Regions from separate parts of the Mus musculus genome. Here region 2 is linked to region 1. The links are chromatin contacts, called in public Micro-C maps. All regions are on one chromosome and are shown on one strand. Each heading gives the region's core, a stretch centred on a gene start, on an enhancer-like site or on the middle of the called end of the contact. The rest is flanking DNA. Distances are from core to core; before and after follow the strand shown.

Region 1 (2,950 bases), core at 312-2,811:
GTGGGTTTTGTTGTTTGGCTTTTTTTTTTCCTCCTATGCAGTAGAGCCCACTCCAGGCTCTGACCCCTCTGTTGGCATCTGCACATCTTCGTGTGGAGAAAGTTCATGTCTGACACAAGGCTCACAGATCTGGGCTCCTGCTCCCCTGAGGGAGACCTGAAGAATCAGAGTGGGCATGTTGACAGAAGGAGCAGCCAGGATGCAGAAGAGGGCAAGTGGGGTTGCCAGGAGGTAAAGATCAGACAGGGAGGGGTGCCACTCTACTCCCCATCCAATGCCCCATTTCCCAAAGCGCTTGGAGCCACCCACCACTGGTCCTGGCTCTTGGCCTCTTTTCCATTAACAGGTTGCCCTGCCCAATTGTGTCATCCATGTCTGGCTGTGCAGGCTGGACCTGGGCACCTAGTGGGGGCAGCCTGCTTCCCTAGCTCTTGCTGACCCTTGGCCTAGGACCTTCCCATAGGTGGTGGGAATTGATCCTGGGGTTTCTTCTACTGATGGCTTTGTCTCACCTGCCCGAATGACAGGGAGAGGTATAGGGAGACAGAAAGGAACAGAGAACCAATATTCAGAGACATAAACATGAGGGAGATGAAGATGAGAGAGACGGAGAGACAAGACAGATGGGGAGACAGAGGGATAAAGACAGGGAAAAGCACAGACACACACAGAAAAAGAGAGAGACATAAGGAGAAAAGGGGGGCAGTACAGAGACCAAGAAAGTCAGTGACAGAGAGACAGATACATAGGAGGCAAGGGCAGAGAAACACACAAAAGCAGACAGACACGGGGACAGAGAGATGGGGAGAAACACACTGACAGAGAGACTCATTGACAGACTCTGAAAGGTCCATAAGGGTAGACAGCTAGATCACAGGTAGAAGAATTTTACAAACAGAGCTGGATGAATGAGAAAGGAGACGGCGGAGTTGTAATGAATGAGTGAATGTGACTCGGGGAGAAAAAGGAACATTAGAAATCCTTGCTCGGGAAGAGTGCCTGGGAGCTGGTGAGGTGCCAGGCATGAGGAGGGCCCAGCCTGATCTGAGGACCCCTCCCCATCCTTGGGGCCAGGGAGGGAGGGAGTGGCGCTCAACACTGGGTGGGGGGTAGAGGGGAGGAGAGGCAGGAAGAGTGAGTGCTGGGGCCCAGACTGACAGGAACCTCACTACCTGGGAATGTGCCCCAGGGACCAGTGGGTGGTTATATCACCAGGTGCCAGAGCAGAGGAGGAGGTGGTGGCTGGAAGGCTCAGGCCAGCTTGAGAAGTCTGAAGCTATATTGGGAGCCAGACCCCACCACCCACCGCTCAGGGAACAGGGGCAAAGTGGCAGGGGAGGCCCGGGCAGGGTCTCAGCAGGTAAGGAAAGAGAGGGAACCTGATTTGGCTCTGTCTTATCTTGGATTCACCCCACCCGCCTGCCTCTCTTTGCTGTCCACACTTACAGGGACTGTAAGATGCTGATAGTCCCTCCCCTCCACTGCCGGTCCCTGAGTGCTAATGGTGAGGCAGAGATGGTGATGAAAGTGGAACACACTCCCAGAACCACCTAGGCCTCTCCAGAACCACTTAGCCTCGACCTTTATTTCTTACCAGGTGCAGCGGTCATGGCGAGGACCGGACACCCCTGGAAATGGGCAATGGCTACCCTGATCACAACCCTGGTTCTGGGGGTCTCAGGTAACCAGGGGTCCCCTAAGTGTGTGGGGAGGACTGCCTTTGTGGAGTACTGGGTGTGTCTCTAGGACCAGGTGAATGTGTGTCTGTGCCTCTGTGGTTACACAATTAAATGTAGGCCCCATGGCTGTTTATGTATTGCGGAGAAGGAAAGAGCTTTTATGTTTTTCATTTATTACTATTTTTAAGACAGAGTCTTGCTGTGTAGCCCAGGCTGGTCTAGAACTCACTATTTAGACCAAACTGGCCTTGAACTTGTGGCTAATTCTCTTATATTTGCCTCCTGAGAGGTAGAATTGTAGTTGTGTGCCATTGTATGTTTTCGCTGTTATTGGTTTGTTTGTTTTTTTAATCTATCTTATGTATGTATTTGTAAAGATATTTTGCACTATGCATATGCCAGTGCCCAAGGAGGCCAGAATAGGCTTCAGTTGGACCTGCAGTTGCAGCTGATTGTGAGCTGTCATGTGAACACTGGGAATCACACCCAGGTCCACTGCAAGAGCAGTCAGTGCTCTTAATTGCTGAGTCATCTCTCCAGACCCCTTATTTTTAATTCTTGATACGAATCTCATTTTTTTTTTTAGCCCAGGCTACCCTAAAACCTGTTCTATAGCCCAGGTTCTATAAACTATAGTTCTATAGTACTAGGGCTCTCCTAGTACTCACTGTGAAGCCCTGGCTGGGTTTGAATTATAGGCAATCCTCCTGCTTCAGCTTCCCAAGTTTGAAGATTACAAGTGTGAGCGATTCTGCTTGACTTGTGTGTGTCCTTGTCCCCTGTCAAGAGACTGCACAGCAGATGGTACCGACCCTCTGAGACTTTGTGTGTAGTTGGGTGTCCATGCATTTCAGGTCATTTTGGCACTGCAATTGTGTGGGTGTGCGGCGCATTCCAGGTTGGTGCAGATGTTACTGCACATTTGGCCCCTTGTGTCTGCTGCACCCCAGGGTCTATGTCTGGAATGCAGTGCAGCTCAGCTCTTGACCGTGAAAGCGCATGACCCTCGTGTTTGCAGATAGCCCTTTCCAAGTGCATAGCTGTGTCTGTGACTGTAGTTGTGATCCTATGACAGTTCGAGGTTTACATTTGGGGGGGGGCTGTGTGTTTGGGGACCTGCAAATGCCACTGGATGTGTTCTCATGCCACTGTATCTGGGGTTCCTGACCCTGCCTAGAGAAACTGAGAAGTGACTGACCATAGCTACTGAGATGGTTTTCTTGCACTGTGCCATGCTGGAAATTGAGATACAGATGTCCTTTAAGTGTGCC
Region 2 (2,950 bases), core at 124-2,623, 380 kb after region 1:
GATGAATGCGTGCTTCCTCTCTTGTCCTTTAGAGCAAAGAACAGTGTAGTTTTCAGAAGAACTTGGGCACAGAGGCCTAGGACTCACAGGAGAATTAGGTGGCCAATTGATCACCAGCTCCTCATTTACCCTGGATTAGGGCTAGCCTGGTCTTCTTGGAGCTTACAGGGCACACAGGAATACACCCAGGTCAAATGTGCTAACTGCCATGAGAGCTAAAATAGTCTAGATGCTCAACGAGAGGGGATGGGTCTGAAACCTGCAACAGTAAGTAGGTGTCAAAGGCTGGGTATTTCCCCTTCTCTGTACCAGAACGCATGCTGACTTCTTGATGTTTTAAAGTTTGAGACCCTGTGTTGTTTCACTGGCCTGAGTACACTATGTGCACAGTCTAACCTGGACCTCACCAAGATCCACCAGCCCCAGCCTCCTAAGTTTTGGGATCAAAGGTGTGCACCAAAATATGCAGCTGCCAAGCTGAACCCTTAATGAGGCTCCTGGGGGGAAGTGACATTTTCTGGTTGCTGTTTCTTGAGAAAGGGTCTCAAATAAGCTGGGATGAGCTAACCTCAAAATATAGCTCAGGATCTTGGAAATGAGGAAGAAAATAGTCATTGTTATCCCAACACTGTTCAGGGTGGGTGACACTCCACTGTAGAATAACCTGAATTCTCTTATTCTTGAATCAAAGTGTCAATGGACCATGGTAATGTGCACCATAACTTTCATTCATTTTATTTTATTGGTTATTTGGAAACAGCACTATATATTACCCTGCTGTCTTGAAAGTCACTATGTAGACTAGGTTGGTCTACATCATAGAATACTAGAGCCTAAAATCACACAGATAAACCTGCCTCTGGCTTCAAAGTGTTGGTACTGAAGATTTGCACCACTACACCCAGCTCTCAAACCTCTCATGAAACAATAAAATCAGTAACCCAGAGTTCCAAGTCCAAAAAGGTAATAATTTTGGCATTCTCAAAAAAAAAGTATTTATATCTGCAGAGAGCCTGCAGCCCTTGTGGCTATCAACGGCAAAGAATTTCTACTAACTGCTGGTTTCTAGGGTAACCTTGGACTAGAGGTATATGACCTTGTTTAGAGCAGTGGATTGGGGGTCACTGGCTCCTCCACCTTCCTTTCACACCCCTTCACCATTGCCCCTGACCTTGCCATCTGCCTTAGGTCACCATAACACTAACAGCTCCAGGAGCAACAGGACCTGCCCCACCCAATCTCAGACCTGGGAAGGTATCCAAGGTGACCTAGGGCCCACAGGAGAGCAGGTGCAACAGGGCCCTCCCCTCCCACAGCCATGAGGGTGGGAGAAGGGAGTACAACTCTGTCAGGAAGGGCAGGGCTTTGGCCAACATCTGGCTGCCAACACGGCAGGGGTGGGGCTGTGGGGGAGAATGAGGGTTTTTAAAGGCTCCCCAGGAGCCTCTACAGCTCCAAGATCACTGCCTGCAGCTCCTGGACTCCTGTTACCATGAGGTTCCTGATCCTGTTCCTAGCCCTGTCCCTAGGAGGGATTGGTGAGATAAGGGAAGGGGGAGGGAACAGAGCCCTGACTCTCCTGCTGCCTTTGGCCCTAGACATCCCTTTCCCCCTTGCCCCTCACCCCAGCTACATCATGAGTACCTGCTCCTCCTTCTCTGCCCTGTACACTGCCAGGTCCCTCACATTCCTTTTTCCCAGGAAAGGCCCCTGTTCCTTCCCATTTTCCAGAACTTTCTCCTCTTCCTTAGACACCTGATCATTTCTGAGCTTCTCCAGTCTTTCTAAGGAACCCAACCTCTTACCAACCTTAGGACCTCAGATGTCGCTCAAGTTCATTGCTTTTCCTAGAGCCTCATAGCCCAAACCTTGAATCAGAGGCTTGTCTAAATCCCCCAATAGCACCTTAGGCAGTTGCAGCAGCTGCCAGCCTTCAGCTGTGTTGTCCACATGCTGACAACTGGTCCCCCATCATCCCAAGTTGCTCAGTTTCTACCAAAACTTTCACTTCTCAAATTGGCTTGTGACATAAGATGGTCCCCCCTGCCCCCTGCTTTCTGGTGTGGGGAAAATGTCCATGTCCCTTCTCAATGGCTTTTTTGGTTTAGTCTGGGTTTTGTAAGAGGAGTCAGGTAGCAGACGCCAGATGTGGATATTAAGTATCTTAACCAATCACTCGCCACCTGAGACTGGGTCTCTCACTGTATAGAGAGTTCCTGTTAGGCTAAGATGGCTGTCCAGCAAGCCTCGGGGGAATCCTCCTGTTTCCACCTCCCCAGCTCTGGGGTTACAGGTGCACAGCATCACACCTGACTTTTTCCCTGGGGTTTGGAAGGTTCTTCTCCGGTCTTAATACTTACACGGCCATTCCTGTAGCAACCAAGCCATCTCCTGCCAAGGTCTTGGGAATAAGTTCTGAGTTTGTGTCTCATGATGTAGCCCAGGCTTGTCTCCAGTCCATGGCAATCCCTCTGCCTCAACCTGCTGTGTGCTGGGATTACAGAGAAGTGCAGCTATGCATAGCTTGCCAAGATTTCCTCTTTTTCCAAATGCTATGCCTTGGCCTCCTCTTCCCCCTCATGCCGCACTCCCTGCACCACAGGCTCCTGTGCTTTCTCATCAGAGCCCCATAGCACAGCTCTAGTTCCCACTCTGTGCAGAACACCCCAAAGACCCCAATGCCTAACCCTAGTACCTCACATCAGTGTGTCTTCCTCTGCTCACAGCGGCCTGACTTGCTTTAACTCCTTTTCTACTCCTGTCCAGAGGCTGCCTCCAAGAGAACCCTGAGCCTCTGCAATACCCAGATCACTTGCCCACCTCCACAGGAAGCAGATCCTGTCTGTCACAGACACCCAGAATTTCCTTCTCTCACTGCTTGTCTCATCTCAAACTCCTTAGGGAGCCCCCACCCCTCTTAGATGTTATCTCCACCACAGACCCTAACAGG

What was found. Hi-C and Micro-C count contacts between places; a contact is called where the count stands out from the background.
Region 2: a contact with region 1 is called in a Micro-C map of embryonic stem cells. The contact joins the promoter of Klk1 here to the promoter of Klk5 in region 1. A contact is called at or near these places in 1 of 39 promoter capture datasets (the HPC-7 cell line), 2 of 484 Hi-C or Micro-C datasets (bone marrow-derived macrophages and embryonic stem cells) and 1 of 9 other capture datasets (macrophages).

The regions. Positions count from the first base shown.
Region 1 is chr7:43,840,708-43,843,657 of GRCm38.p6, forward strand. Klk5 (kallikrein related-peptidase 5) reads left to right here and starts at 1,562. Exons shown (of 5, transcript NM_026806.2): 1 at 1,562-1,681. The coding sequence starts at 1,609.
Region 2 is chr7:44,223,987-44,226,936 of GRCm38.p6, forward strand. Klk1 (kallikrein 1) reads left to right here and starts at 1,374. Exons shown (of 5, transcript NM_010639.8): 1 at 1,374-1,538. The coding sequence starts at 1,493. It also overlaps Gm10109.